2 separate regions of the Mus musculus genome follow, and region 2 is linked to region 1. Evidence: chromatin contacts called from public promoter capture Hi-C data. All regions are on one chromosome and are shown on one strand. The core of a region is the stretch at or near the end of the contact, and the rest is flanking DNA. Distances in the headings are between cores, read along the strand shown.

Region 1 (6,448 bases), core at 1,016-3,515:
TAAATAGCCTTTCAAAGAGATGACAGAAGGTCATATAACATAAAAGAGAAAACTTTAGAGCCCCTGGACCAAATATACCTTGAGCTTTATAAATCAGAGTTAAATTAACTTGTATCCTGCTACAAATCAGCTTTCCAATACTTGATTAATACCTGAGACAGATGGTTTGAAAGAAACAGTGATTCGTTTGATTCTAGTGTCAAAGATATCCTGTCAGGTGGCTTTCATGTTTGGGGGTCTGTGGCACAGAAAAGCCCATGGTGGGACATGTGTATTAAAGCAAAACTGTTCAAGGTCGTGGCAGAAGAAAGGAGGACAGGAAAGGGCACAGGGACCCAAAACATCCTTCAAGGGCAAGGCCACGGCATCCTAGCTTATCCTTATTGAGTCTTACTTCCTAAAGCTGAGCATCCACTCACAGCAGCACAGGCTGCTTACAACCTGGCTCATAAGCTAGATCTGGAAGTGAAAGCCTGGGACCCTAGAACTTCCAGCCTAGTCAGAAGGATAGAAAAATTGAATCCAATCTGGGTTTCTAAACAAGTTCAAACCAAACCCAGGCCCCAGAGTGACACCCTACTCAACACTCCTTAGCACCTCCAAAAGATCAGTCCCTAAAAGATGGGTTACTGTGACAATTTTATAAGAGCTGTGCACTGTCATTTCCATAGACAGCCCGAGCACTGGGCAGAGATATGTCAAATACTGTGTTGGCATTGGGCATCTTTCAGTCAGTAGGTAGGTCAAGAGTAGTCATTGCAAGAGGATTCCAGGGTTGGAGAAATTCCAAGTTTTGGATACAATCTCTCAACAATGGATTCTGCAAATAGACACCTATCAATTGGGACAGCAAAATTCTCACTGTGGCTTATAGGTCAAGTGAGGAAGTATTTCTTGAGACAATGCCCTATGATATTCATCAAGTTTTGGAAAGAAAAAACTCAAGGACTTACTACCAAGATGTTACCCTGACTTTACTTCACTGCAGAATTGGGAGCAGTTCTGGGGATATGTGAGTGGATTGGAATGCAAGGGAGATTTGGATAACAAAAACAAAAAACAAAAAACAAAACCAAAAAAACAAAACAAACAAACAAAAAACCTTAGAGAGGTATTTAATCTGTTGAAGCCAAATCTCTTAAAGTATTTGATGCTGCAAATATAGCTCAGGGACAGGGTGCACAAGGTTCCAGGTTCAAACCCCAGCACAAAGAAAAACAAATAAAATTTCCATTACATTAATATATCTGTTTTAACATTGGCTAATAGTAACTCTGGCATCTTAGATAAAATAGTGCTCTCCTGAGCATCCATGGTGTAAAATAGTTCATTAGTACTAAGTCTGGAGCAAATGAGGGTAGATGGAAATGTACAAAGGAATCTTTTACAGGAACCAATAAGAAAGATACTGTGCAATAGGAGTACAGTGTTTTCTTATTGTTTCTAAATGCAATTTTTATAGTTTATTTTTTAATTTCACATGTATCTGGACTGATATGTGCCATGCATGTACAGGTACTAACAAAAACTATACAGGTGTCAGATTCTGTGGACCTGAAGTTATCTGCAGTTGTGGCCTCCGGGTGACAAACTGGGGTGCTCTGGAAGGGAAGGAATCTGGAAGAGGGGAGGTTCTCATAATCACTGACATCTCACCGATCCCTAAGGATTATTTTTACTTATGTGTCTCTGTGTGTCTGTGCACATGTGTATGAACATGCCAACTGATGCTATTAGAAGACATAAGATGACCTGGAATAAAGTTACAGGCAGTTGTAAGCAACCCAGCATCTGTGCTGAAACCAATCTTGGGTGCTCTGGGAGAGCATCAGGTGCTCTTAACCACTGAGCTATCTCTGCACACCCCAACATCATATAAGTTTAAAAATGAAAGACAGAAATGAAAATGTCTCTTATGATTCTGGCTTTCCAAAGCTTTTTATTTCTAACTGTGTACCCAGGCTAATAGAAAACTTGGTCTGTCCATTACTGAAAACAGTTATGAAGTGTGCAGCCAATCAAAAGGATTTCTATGTAGAGTTCAGATTCAGACTTCAAACTGCCCTGCACAAGAGGACTTGGAATTTATTCCTTACAATGGAGCCAGAAGCACCATGACTTGGCCAAGTGAAGAAACAGAAGGCTGGTTGCACAAGCAGGCAATGTACCAATGTGTGGGTTCTGCACCAACTCCACCCACAGAGCCTGCTGTATATCTATGGACCCAAGTGGAGCTCACCCATTATCCCTGATTTCCAGGACAACCAGCGCTCAGTTCCACGGGAGCCACAAAGCAGACTGGGTAAGACACTGACTGTCTGGGCCTGGGACAGGAGGGGCAGTGATGGGACAGTGTCCAGGAGAAGTCCCACCGTGGACCCACAGTGACAGCAGAGGGCCTTCAGGAAGAGATATGGAAAACTGAGGTAGGGTGGAAGTAGTCACTTCTCTTCTGTCCTCACAGGAAACATGGGTCTGAAGCTGCTTGAATCCAGACTTTGTCTCCTGCTGCTGCTGGGACTTGTCCTAACGCTTGTCTCATGCCAGCGACCAACCCCTTCCCAGAAGTTTGACATCCAGCATATCTATAAGAAATCCTCTCCCAAATGTGATGATGCAATGCGGGTCGTTAACAAGTATACAGGAAAATGTAAGGACTTGAATACTTTTCTTCATACAACTTTTGCTGATGTTGTCCGTGTGTGTCACAATCCACCCAAGACTTGCAAAGACGGGACAAGTCCAAATTGTCATGATAGTTCATCTAAGGTATCTGTAACTATCTGTAAACTCACAAAACGGGCAAGGAATTATACCCACTGCAGATACAAAACAACAGGAGCAAAGAAGTCCTACACAGTTGCCTGTAACCCCAGAACTCCAAAGGACCGTCCCACCTATCCAGTAGTTCCGGTTCACTTGGATCGGCTATTTTAGCTCCAGTGCCAGCACTTTGTACCTTCCCTCATCTGCTACTGCCGAGATCATAGTAGTGAAGAACGAATTCCTCTGTCTGCGCTGCATATCAGCACCTGTCCTCATGAAACCTATCCCTGGCTTCCTTTACTTTAGCTGAAAAGACCTTTTCTAGTCAATAAATACCTTTGTATACTCATCTCGATCTGTAGTATCTCTGTGTGCCGCAGACGGACCTCACTTGGGTCCTCGATCCACAGGCGAAACTCGGGTTCTGGTTACAGGCAGACAAGGAGTTGGCATGGATAGCAAACAAATACAAACACAAGGGAGGCGGTATCTGAATGTAATTTGTCAAATTGAGCATCAAACTTTTAACGCAGAAGAAAATAGGGCAGTTAGGTGACACATTGGCAAGGAACAATGAGGTTACCGGATGCTTAATGACTCTTACACAAAACAGGGAAATGCAAACATAAAGACTGGCAGGAAGTGGGCAATAAAACAACTGAGACAAAGTCAGCTCTATCTAAGGTCAGCTATATTCTTAGAAGCCAGGTGTGAGGTCTTTACACTCCCGGGGCAAGTGCTTTCATGCCCAAGCCATAGTTCTAATTAGGGAGTTCCGCTCTAGCTAACCTTCTCATAAATATTGCAATATTCTAGTTCCTTCTCAAATCACAGCCCGATCTACTTCCTAAACCACTGTAATTTCCTGTATATGTGAGTGACTCGGCTTTTATTTTAAGTGATTGTGGGGGGCGGGGGGAACTTTCTATTAATAAGTAGTGTAGTCTGCCATATATAACTATAATAAGAATTCTAAACTTACTTTGCTAAGCTTGCCCTGAGATTTCTAACTCTATGTAGTAGATAGTAATGCCTGATTTCTTTCACTATCTCTCTTAAAATACTAGAGTCAATTCTGAATGTCACTGAATAGGCAACATTCTTACTGAATTCCAAACCCAGGGTCAGCTCAAGGTATTGGTGAAGGCCAGGAAGCAAAGTTCAATTTTGCTTAGGTATTTAGCAAGTCGTTGCTTGGAGGCACCTGTAACAAAACCATACTGAAAGAAAGCACACAGATCCATTCGCAAGGACAAGTTTGGAGCATTCGTTATACGGGATGCCACGTTTCCAGGAGATTAAGTTTCCGTGAACTTTTCACCTCTGGACTGTGTCCAGGTTTCTAGTCCTGTCACACGAGTCACTACTGGAATGGGCTTAGCATCTGTATCTGACAAGGGTGGGGAGAGAGGAAGGGGGAGAGACAAACACAGAGACAATTGTGTGTGTGTGTGTGTGTTCGTGTGCGTGTGCCTGTGTGTGTGTGTTGAGGCAGGATCTCATACCTTTTGAGGCACCATTGCACTCCCAGGAAACAAAAGAATCTGAGAAGAGATGGGCACCTTTTCAGAATGTTCCTACATGGCATCTTCCCTGAAGTTTCTCTGTGAGAAGAAGTGGCTGGCAGAGGAGACCAGGGAAGTGGGATCTCTCAGTGAGGCTATCCCTTGCACTGTCCCTGCTTAGCTGTCTTCAGAGGCCAATTCTGAGATCATTCAACACAAACAGGAAGGACAGATTCCAACATAGAGGAACTGGAATCCACACAGAAAACAGATGAATAATGAAAGGTCCTGCCCTGACTCCTGAGGGCAGAACTGTAGTCAGGAATCAGTTTCAGACAGGAAACTACCATTTCTTCCCTACCATGCATCATGGGTGAGCTGGGCATCGCCAGATGTGGCCGTGAAACTTCCTGTAGCATCAGATACAGAATGGGTCACTGGGGTGACATCCTCAGGTCCACACCTCTGACTTTCAGTCTGGATCCCCAGCTTCCATTTTGCTCTTCCTTCCTGGGATCCCAGATGCAATACTTAGCCTCTCCTCAGTCAGGCCTGCAGGGAAGCCACTACTCTTGAGCAGCAAGTGGATTAGTTGTGGAATCTGCACTTCTGGGTTGGTGTGGAATCTTGCTGAGTCTGGCATGGCCTTGGTGTGGACAGAATGACAGGGTTCCTGACCCTGGAACAGGACCAGCAGATGTGGACTGCCATGGCATAAGGCTTGTTTGTATAATTATGTACATATTTTCATGTTTGCTTGACCAATGTCATCCCTGTTAACCTTAATGACTCCATAAGGACCTGAGGTGTGTGTGTGTGTGTGTGTGTGTGTGTGTGTTTGCTAAAGATTTCAAGTTTCTACTATGCATATTGTAACTTCTAATAGTTTTCATTTTATTGAGACAATTGAGGTAGAAACCAAGTTCCATATACGATATTCTTTTACACACCACACCCAACACTACTATTTTGCATCATATTTCATACAGAAAAGTCAGTCATTCTCTTTCTTAACCATGACCACCAGCCATCAAATCCAGGAAATTCAAGAAGAAAGATGGTAGAGGACAGGCAGGCCTGCCCACTACAACCTCTACAGAATAAGCTGGGAAATACTTGTTAACAGCTCTCAGTTAGGTGATCGATATCTCAGTATCTCAAGTTGTAATAGCAAAGTCAATGGGGAAATTTACAAAGCAGAAGGGAAAGTCCAGAGCTCATTTCCTATAAGCTGACACTGAAAGAGAGAAGGGGTGGATGGGACCAGAGCAAAACAGAGGTGCCCAGCTAAGCTGACATTGCCAGTGAAGCTCACATAAATGTCAGAGGAGAAAGTGCTGGACAGAGTAGAGGGTGCTGAGTGGGGTAGAGAATGCTGAGTCAGGCAGAGTATGAATGCCTCCTGGGCTAGGTGTGGGCTTCTCTGGAGTCTCTGGAAGGTCCTGCCTGGGCTCTCAGAGATCTGTTCTGTTCTCTTAAGATCAAATCACCAATGATCGGCATGTTCTGGACAGTGGTTCTGGAGACCAGTGTTGAGTGTCACACATGCCCCATGGCAGTTCTGTCATCCTGGGTCAAGTTGTAGATGCAGGACCCAGCCCTATGCAGTCCTTGCAAACATCTGGAGAGCTACTCTTAGCTAATGTGTAAGATCCTCTTCAGACTCAGTCCCTGACCAGATCTGCAAGTGTATGCTTATTGTACAGCTTTGACTCTGTCTCTTTCTTGTAGCCTTGAGAGTTCTGTTGGCCAGGTTTCAGTGTCTGCTGCTATGACATGCATTCTGAGTTCCCCAGGAGTCCTGTTTGTGGAGAAGCTGAGTTCACACTTCACCACAAGTCAACAGGGATTGTTTAGAATGGTTTCCCATAAAAGTTCCAGTGTATGCTGAGTACAAAGCATTTTCCCAGCCTCTTTCCTGCTGCTTGTGTTGCTGCCCCACCCCTTCTGTCTCCAGGCTGCTCCTCTACCACACAAAGTGCTCATTACTGAAAGTTTCAATGCAGATTTTCCAGCTTCCAACAGTCTTGGGGCTTCCCCTTTCTGGGATGAGGAAGCTCCCCACACTGAGCCAATCTATATGAAATGAGCTCTAGACTAGCCCTTCTGCTTTGCAAATTTCCCCATTGACTTTGCTATTATAACTTGAGATACTGAGATATCAATCACCTACCTGA
Region 2 (6,448 bases), core at 1,447-3,946, 94 kb after region 1:
TGTGAGTTCAAAACCAGCCTGGTCTACAAAGTAAGCTCCAGGACAGACAGAGCTACATAGTGAGACCCTTAGGCTGTACCCAATTTCACCTGAAATCAGTAGATTATGTCAACCTCTAAATTTTCCCAAATGTAGCATTCGTGTGAAAAGTGCAGATTCTGCCAAGGACCAGCCTCAGGTTGGTGATGGGTTCTGAGACAAGGAGTGTCTGAGAGCAGCAAAAACAAACCACTCGAAGTCAAATTGTGGGTCTAAGCTGGCATCCTATGTTCTGCTGGAGACATCTTTCTAGCCTGCTTTCTCTCTGTTCTGCTTTTTTTCTCTCAGATCTACTTTTTCTGAATATCTCTGGACAGCTCTCTAAGTTTCCTTTTGATTATACTATGATTCAGCATCCTGTGACCCCAGGACATTTATTCTTAGGAAACAGCAAGAACATATTTTCTTTTAACATTGCAAAAGAATTCAGACATCTGCCTGCCTCTGACAAGCAGAGATGGTAAACTAGCTAGGTGAGACCTGAAATTTCTAGTCCTAAAATTAACATTTCTACTCCCACTTAGGCCTTGACTTGTTGTGTCCCAGGCTGACCTTCAACTCAGGAATGTGCCTGCATTTGTTTCTTTCTGACAACCTGGTTTGTAGAGTAGTTGCCTCTGTTCCTTCACATTCATGAAGCCCCTCTTATAATCCATATCACATCCTTAATTTTCACATCGTTGAGAAATTATATATTTTCAAACTCATTTTTAAAAATTCTTTCCACAGTCTGTAAGGCTGTACTGAAGGTGCCAGACTGGACCATTCTGCTAAGACATTAGCCAAACCTTTGCCACCCGGACTCATGCTACCTCAGATCCTTATGCAGTCATTAAGGTTAATAGGGAGGACATTGCTTGAAGGAACATGAAAATATGTACATTATTATACAAACAAACCTTATGCCATGGCAGTCCACATCTGCTGGTCCTGTATCAGGGGCAGGAATCCTGTCATTCTGTCTCCACCAAGGCCATGCCAGACTCAGCAAGGTTCCACACCAACCCAGAATGGAAGATTCCACAACAAATCCATTTGCTGTTTCCAGTGGAGTGGCTTCCCTGCATCCCTGACTGTGGTCCATTGAGAGCAGGAAGAACCACCACTACCCAGTGGGGAGGAGAGACCAAGTATTGCATCTGGGAGCCCAGAAAGGAACAGCAAAATGGAAACTGGGGATCCAGACTGAAAGTCAGACATATGGAACTGAGGATGTCACCCCTCTGTTTCATTCTGCATCTGACACTGCAGGAAGGCTCACAGCCACATCTGGTGATACAGGGTTGCCCATGTCCTTAAAGGAATGGCACCTCCCTGTCTGAAACTAATTCCTGACTATAGTTCTGTCTCTGTCCACAGGAGTCAGGGCAGGACCTCTCATTATTCATCTCTTTTCTATATAGATTCAAGTTCCCCTATCTTGGAACCTGTCCTTGCTGGTTTGTGTTGAATGATCTCACAATTGACCTCTAAGGACAGCTATACAAGGAGAGGGCAAGGGATAGCCTCACTGAGAGATCCCAGTTCCCTGGTTTCCTCTGCCAGTCACTTCTTTCCCACAGAGAAACTTCAGGGAAGATGTTGTGTGGGAACATTCTGGAAAGATGCTGATCTCTTCTCAGATTCATTTGTTCCCAGGCACTGCGTAGATGCCTCAGTTGGTATGAGGTCATGCCTCTACACACACACACACACACACACACACACACACACACACACACACACACACACACACTTCTGTGTGTGTGTCTCTTCTGCTTCCTCTCTCTGTGACCCTGTCAGAAACAGAGATACCAGAGATCTAGATTTGTGTGCAAAAGTGTTTATTGATTAGAAACTTTTTGTTCAGCTAAATTAAAGGGAGTCAGCAACAGGTTTCATGAGGACAGATGCTGACATGCAGTGCAAACAGAGGACTCGGTTCTTCCCAACTATGATCTTGGCAGTAGCCGATGAATGAAGGTACAAAGTGCTGGCACTGGAGCTAAAATATCCCATCCAAGTGAACTGGAACCACTGGATACATGGGACTGTCCTGAGGAGTTCTGGGGTCACAGGCAACTGTGTAGTACTTCATTGATCTTGTTGTTCGGTATCTGCAGTTGGAATAATGACTGGCCGGAGTTGTGAGTATACAGATAGTTACTTGTACCCGATTTGAACTATCATGACAATTTCTACTTATCCCATTTTTGCAGATCTTACGTGGATTATGACACACACGGACAACATTAGCAAAAGTTGTATGAAGAAAAGTATTTATGTCTTTACACACTCCTGTGTAACTGTTAACGGCCCGCATTGCATCATCACATCGGGGATAGGCTCTGTTATAGATATGCTGGATGTCAAACCACCGGGAGGGGGTCAATGGCTGGCATGAGGCAAGCATTAGGACATGTCCCAGCAGCAGCAGGAGACAAAGTCGAGACTCAAGTTGCTCCAGACCCATGTTTCCTGTGAGAACAGAAGAGAAGCGGCTATTCCCACCCTAACTCTGTTTTCCCTATCTCTTCCTGAAGGCCCTCTGTTGTCACTTGGGTCCACAGTGTCACATTTTCTGGACACTGTCCCATCATTTGCCACCCTGTCCCAGACCTAGACAGTCAGTGTCTTACCCAGTCTGCTTTGTGGCTCCCGTGGAACTGAGCGCTGGCTGTCCTGGAAATCAGGGATAATGGGTGAGTTCCACTTGGGCCCATAGATATAGAGCAGGCTCTGTGGGTGGAGCTGGTGGCTCAGAGTCTTCAACATGCAGAACCCACACATTGGTACATTGCCTGCTGATGCAACCAGCCTTCTATTTCTTCACTTGGTCAAGCCATGGTGCTACTGTTTCCATTTTGAGGAATCAAATCCAAGTCCTTTTATGCAATGCAGTTTGAAGTCTGAATCTGAACTCTACATAGAAATCTCTGTATTGCCTGTTGATTGGCTGCACACTTATGACTGTTCTCGGTAATGGACAGACCAAGTTTTCTACTAGCCTGTCTACACATTTATTAACCAAGCCAGGATCATAAGAGATATTGACATTTCTATCCTTGATCTTTAAAATTTTATGATGTTGTAGTGTGCAGAGATGGCTAAGTGGATAAGAGCACTTGATGCTCTCCCAGAGGACCCAACGTTGGTTTCAGCACCTATGCTGGGTGGCTTACAACTGCCTGCAACTGCATTTCAGGACATCTGACGTCGTCTAATAGCATCTGTTGGCATGTTCACACACATGTGCACAGACACACAGAGACACATAGGTGAAAATAAGTCTTAGGGATCGGTGAGATGTCAGTGCTTAAGAGAGCTTCCCCTCTTCCAGATTCCTTCCCTTCGAGAGGACCCTAGTATGCCACCCAGAGGCCACACTGCATAGTATTTTTCTGATTGTTTCCTGTATAAGATTCATTTCTACATTTCCAACTACCCACATTTGCCTCCAGAACTAGTATTATTTTTTTTTTCCATTTTTTATTAGGTATTTAGCTCATTTACATTTCCAATGCTATACCAAAAGTCCCCCATATCCACCCACCCCCACTCCCCTGCCCACCCACTCCCCCTTTTTGGCCCTGGTGTTCCCCTGTACTGGGGCATATAAAGTTTGCAAGTCCAATGGGCCTCTCTTTCCAGTGATGGCTGACTAGGCCATCTTTTGATACATATGCAGCTAAAGACAAGAGCTCCGGGGTACTGCTTAGTACATATTATTGTTCCACCTATAGGGTTGCAGTTCCCTTTAGCTCCTTGGCTACTTTCTCTAGCTCCTCCATTGGGAGCCCTGTGATCCATCCATTAGCTGACTGTGAGCATCCACTTCTGTGTTTGCTAGGCTCCGGCATAGTATCAAAAGAGACAGCTACATCTGGGTCCTTTCGATAAAATCTTGCTAGGGTATGCAATGGTGTCAGCGTTTGGATGCTGATTATGGGGTGGATCCCTGGATATGGCAGTCTCTATGTGGTCCATCCTTTCATCTCAGCTCCAAACTTTGTCTCTGTAACTCCTTCCATGGGTGTTTTGTTCCCAATTCTAAGGAGGGGCATAGTGCCCACACTTCAGTCTTCATTCTTCTTGAGTTTCATGTGTTTAGCAAATTATAACTTATATCTTGGGTATCCTAGGTTTGGGGCTAATATCCACTTATCAGTGAGTACATATTGTGTGAGTTTCTTTGTGAATGTGATACCTCACTCAGGATGATGCCCTCCAGGTCCATCCATTTGGCTAGGAATTTCATAAATTCATTCTTTTTAATAGCTGAGTAGTACTCCATTGTGTAGATGTACCACATTTTCTGTATCCATTCCTCTGTTGAGGGGCATCTGGGTTCTTTCCAGCTTCTGGCTATTATAAATAAGGCTGCTATGAACATAGTGGAGCATGTGTCCTTCTTACCAGTTGGGGCATCTTCAATGCCCAGGAGAGGTATTGCTGGATCCTCCGCTAGTACTATGTCCAGTTTTCTGAGGAACCGCCAGACTGATTTCCAGAGTGGTTGTACAAGCCTGCACTCCCACCAACAATGGAGGAGTGTTCCTCTTTCTCCACATCCACGCCAGCGTCTGCTGTCACCTGAATTTTTGATCTTAGCCATTCTGACTGGTGTGAGGTGGAATCTCAGGGTTGTTTTGATTTGCATTTCCCTGATGATTAAGGATGTTGAACATTTTTTCAGGTGCTTCTCTGCCATTCGGTATTCCTCAGGTGAGAATTCTTTGTTCAGTTCTGAGCCCCATTTTTTAATGGGGTTATTTGATTTTCTGAAGTCCACCTTCTTGAGTTCTTTATATATGTTGGATATTAGTCCCCTATCTGATTTAGGATAGGTAAAGATCCTTTCCCAATCTGTTGGTGGTCTTTTTGTCTTATTGACGGTGTCTTTTGCCTTGCAGAAACTTTGGAGTTTCATTAGGTCCCATTTGTCAATTCTCGATCTTACAGCACAAGCCATTGCTGTTCTGTTCAGGAATTTTTCCCCTGTGCCCATATCTTCAAGGCTTTTCCCCACTTTCTCCTCTATAAGTTTCAGTGTCTCTGGTTTTATGTGAAGTTCCTTGATCCACTTAGATTTGACCTTAGTACAAGGAGATAAGTATGGATCGATTCGCATTCTTCTACATGATAACAACCAGTTGTGCCAGCACCAATTGTTGAAAATGCTGTCTTTCTTCCACTGGATGGTTTTAGCTCCCTTGTCGAAGATCAAGTGACCATAGGTGTGTGGGTTCATTTCTGGGTCTTCAATTCTATTCCATTGGTCTACTTGTCTGTCTTTATACCAGTACCATGCAGTTTTTATCACAATTGCTCTGTAGTAAAGCTTTAGGTCTGGCATGGTGATTCCGCCAGAAGTTCTTTTATCCTTGAGAAGACTTTTTGCTATCCTAGGTTTTTTGTTATTCCAGACAAATTTGCAAATTGCTCCTTCCAATTCGTTGAAGAATTGAGTTGGAATTTTGATGGGGATTGCATTGAATCTGTAGATTGCTTTTGGCAAGATAGCCATTTTTACAATGTTGATCCTGCCAATCCATGAGCATGGGAGATCTTTCCATCTTCTGAGATCTTCCTTAATTTCTTTCTTCAGAGATTTGAAGTTTTTATCATACAGATCTTTCACTTCCTTAGTTAGAGTCACGCCAAGATATTTTATATTATTTGTGACTATTGAGAAGGGTGTTGTTTCCCTAATTTCTTTCTCAGCCTGTTTATTCTTTGTATAGAGAAAGGCCATTGACTTGTTTGAGTTTATTTTATATCCAGCTACTTCACCGAAGCTGTTTATCAGGTTTAGGAGTTCTCTGGTAGAATTTTTAGGGTCACTTATATATACTATCATATCATCTGCAAAAAGTGATATTTTGACTTCCTCTTTTCCAATTTGTATCCCCTTGATCTCCTTTTGTTGTCGAATTGCTCTGGCTAATACTTCAAGTACTATGTTGAAAAGGTAGGGAGAAAGTGGGCAGCCTTGTCTAGTCCCTGATTTTAGTGGGATTGCTTCCAGCTTCTCTCCATTTACTTTGATGTTGGCTACTGGTTTGCTGTAGATTGCTTTTATCATGTTTAGGTATGGGCCTTGAATTCCTGATCTTTCCAAAACTTTTATCATGAATGGGTGTTGGATCTTGTCAAATGCTTTTTCTGCATCTAACGAGATGATCATGTGGTTTTTGTCTTTGAGTTTCAGAACTAGTGTTATTAGACTAGTTTTAAACCATGAACCTTTCGGAGAACACTACTTTATCTAAGATACCAGATTTATTATAAGACAATGTTGAAAAAGATATAAAAACATAATGGAATTTTTATTTCTGTTTTTCTTTGTGCTGGGGTTTGACTCTGGAGCTATGTGCATTCTAGAGAAATGATCTGCCACTGAGCTACATCCACAGTGACACATAGATAG

The links. Promoter capture Hi-C pulls out the DNA fragments that hold promoters and counts their contacts.
Region 2: a promoter capture Hi-C map of macrophages shows a contact between it and region 1, with 6 read pairs. The contact joins the promoter of Rnase2a here to the promoter of Rnase2b in region 1. A contact is called at or near these places in 5 of 39 promoter capture datasets (Sertoli cells, embryonic stem cells and macrophages), 10 of 15 datasets of contacts at CTCF or cohesin (the NIH/3T3 cell line, embryonic stem cells, hippocampal excitatory neurons and 3 more), 197 of 484 Hi-C or Micro-C datasets (8-cell embryo, the AML12 cell line, the AtT-20 cell line and 103 more), 35 of 115 datasets of contacts at active chromatin or transcription factors (PVALB interneurons, astrocytes, bone marrow-derived dendritic cells and 17 more) and 7 of 9 other capture datasets (adipose tissue, embryonic stem cells, embryonic tail and 4 more).

Annotation. Positions count from the first base shown.
Region 1 is chr14:51,159,995-51,166,442 of GRCm38.p6, forward strand. It overlaps Rnase2b (ribonuclease, RNase A family, 2B (liver, eosinophil-derived neurotoxin)), which reads left to right and starts at 2,266. Exons shown (of 1, transcript NM_019398.2): 1 at 2,266-3,024. The coding sequence starts at 2,470. The coding sequence ends at 2,937.
Region 2 is chr14:51,253,416-51,259,863 of GRCm38.p6, forward strand. It overlaps Rnase2a (ribonuclease, RNase A family, 2A (liver, eosinophil-derived neurotoxin)), which reads right to left and starts at 2,697. Exons shown (of 2, transcript NM_053113.2): 1 at 2,658-2,697; 2 at 1,846-2,496. The coding sequence starts at 2,491. The coding sequence ends at 2,024.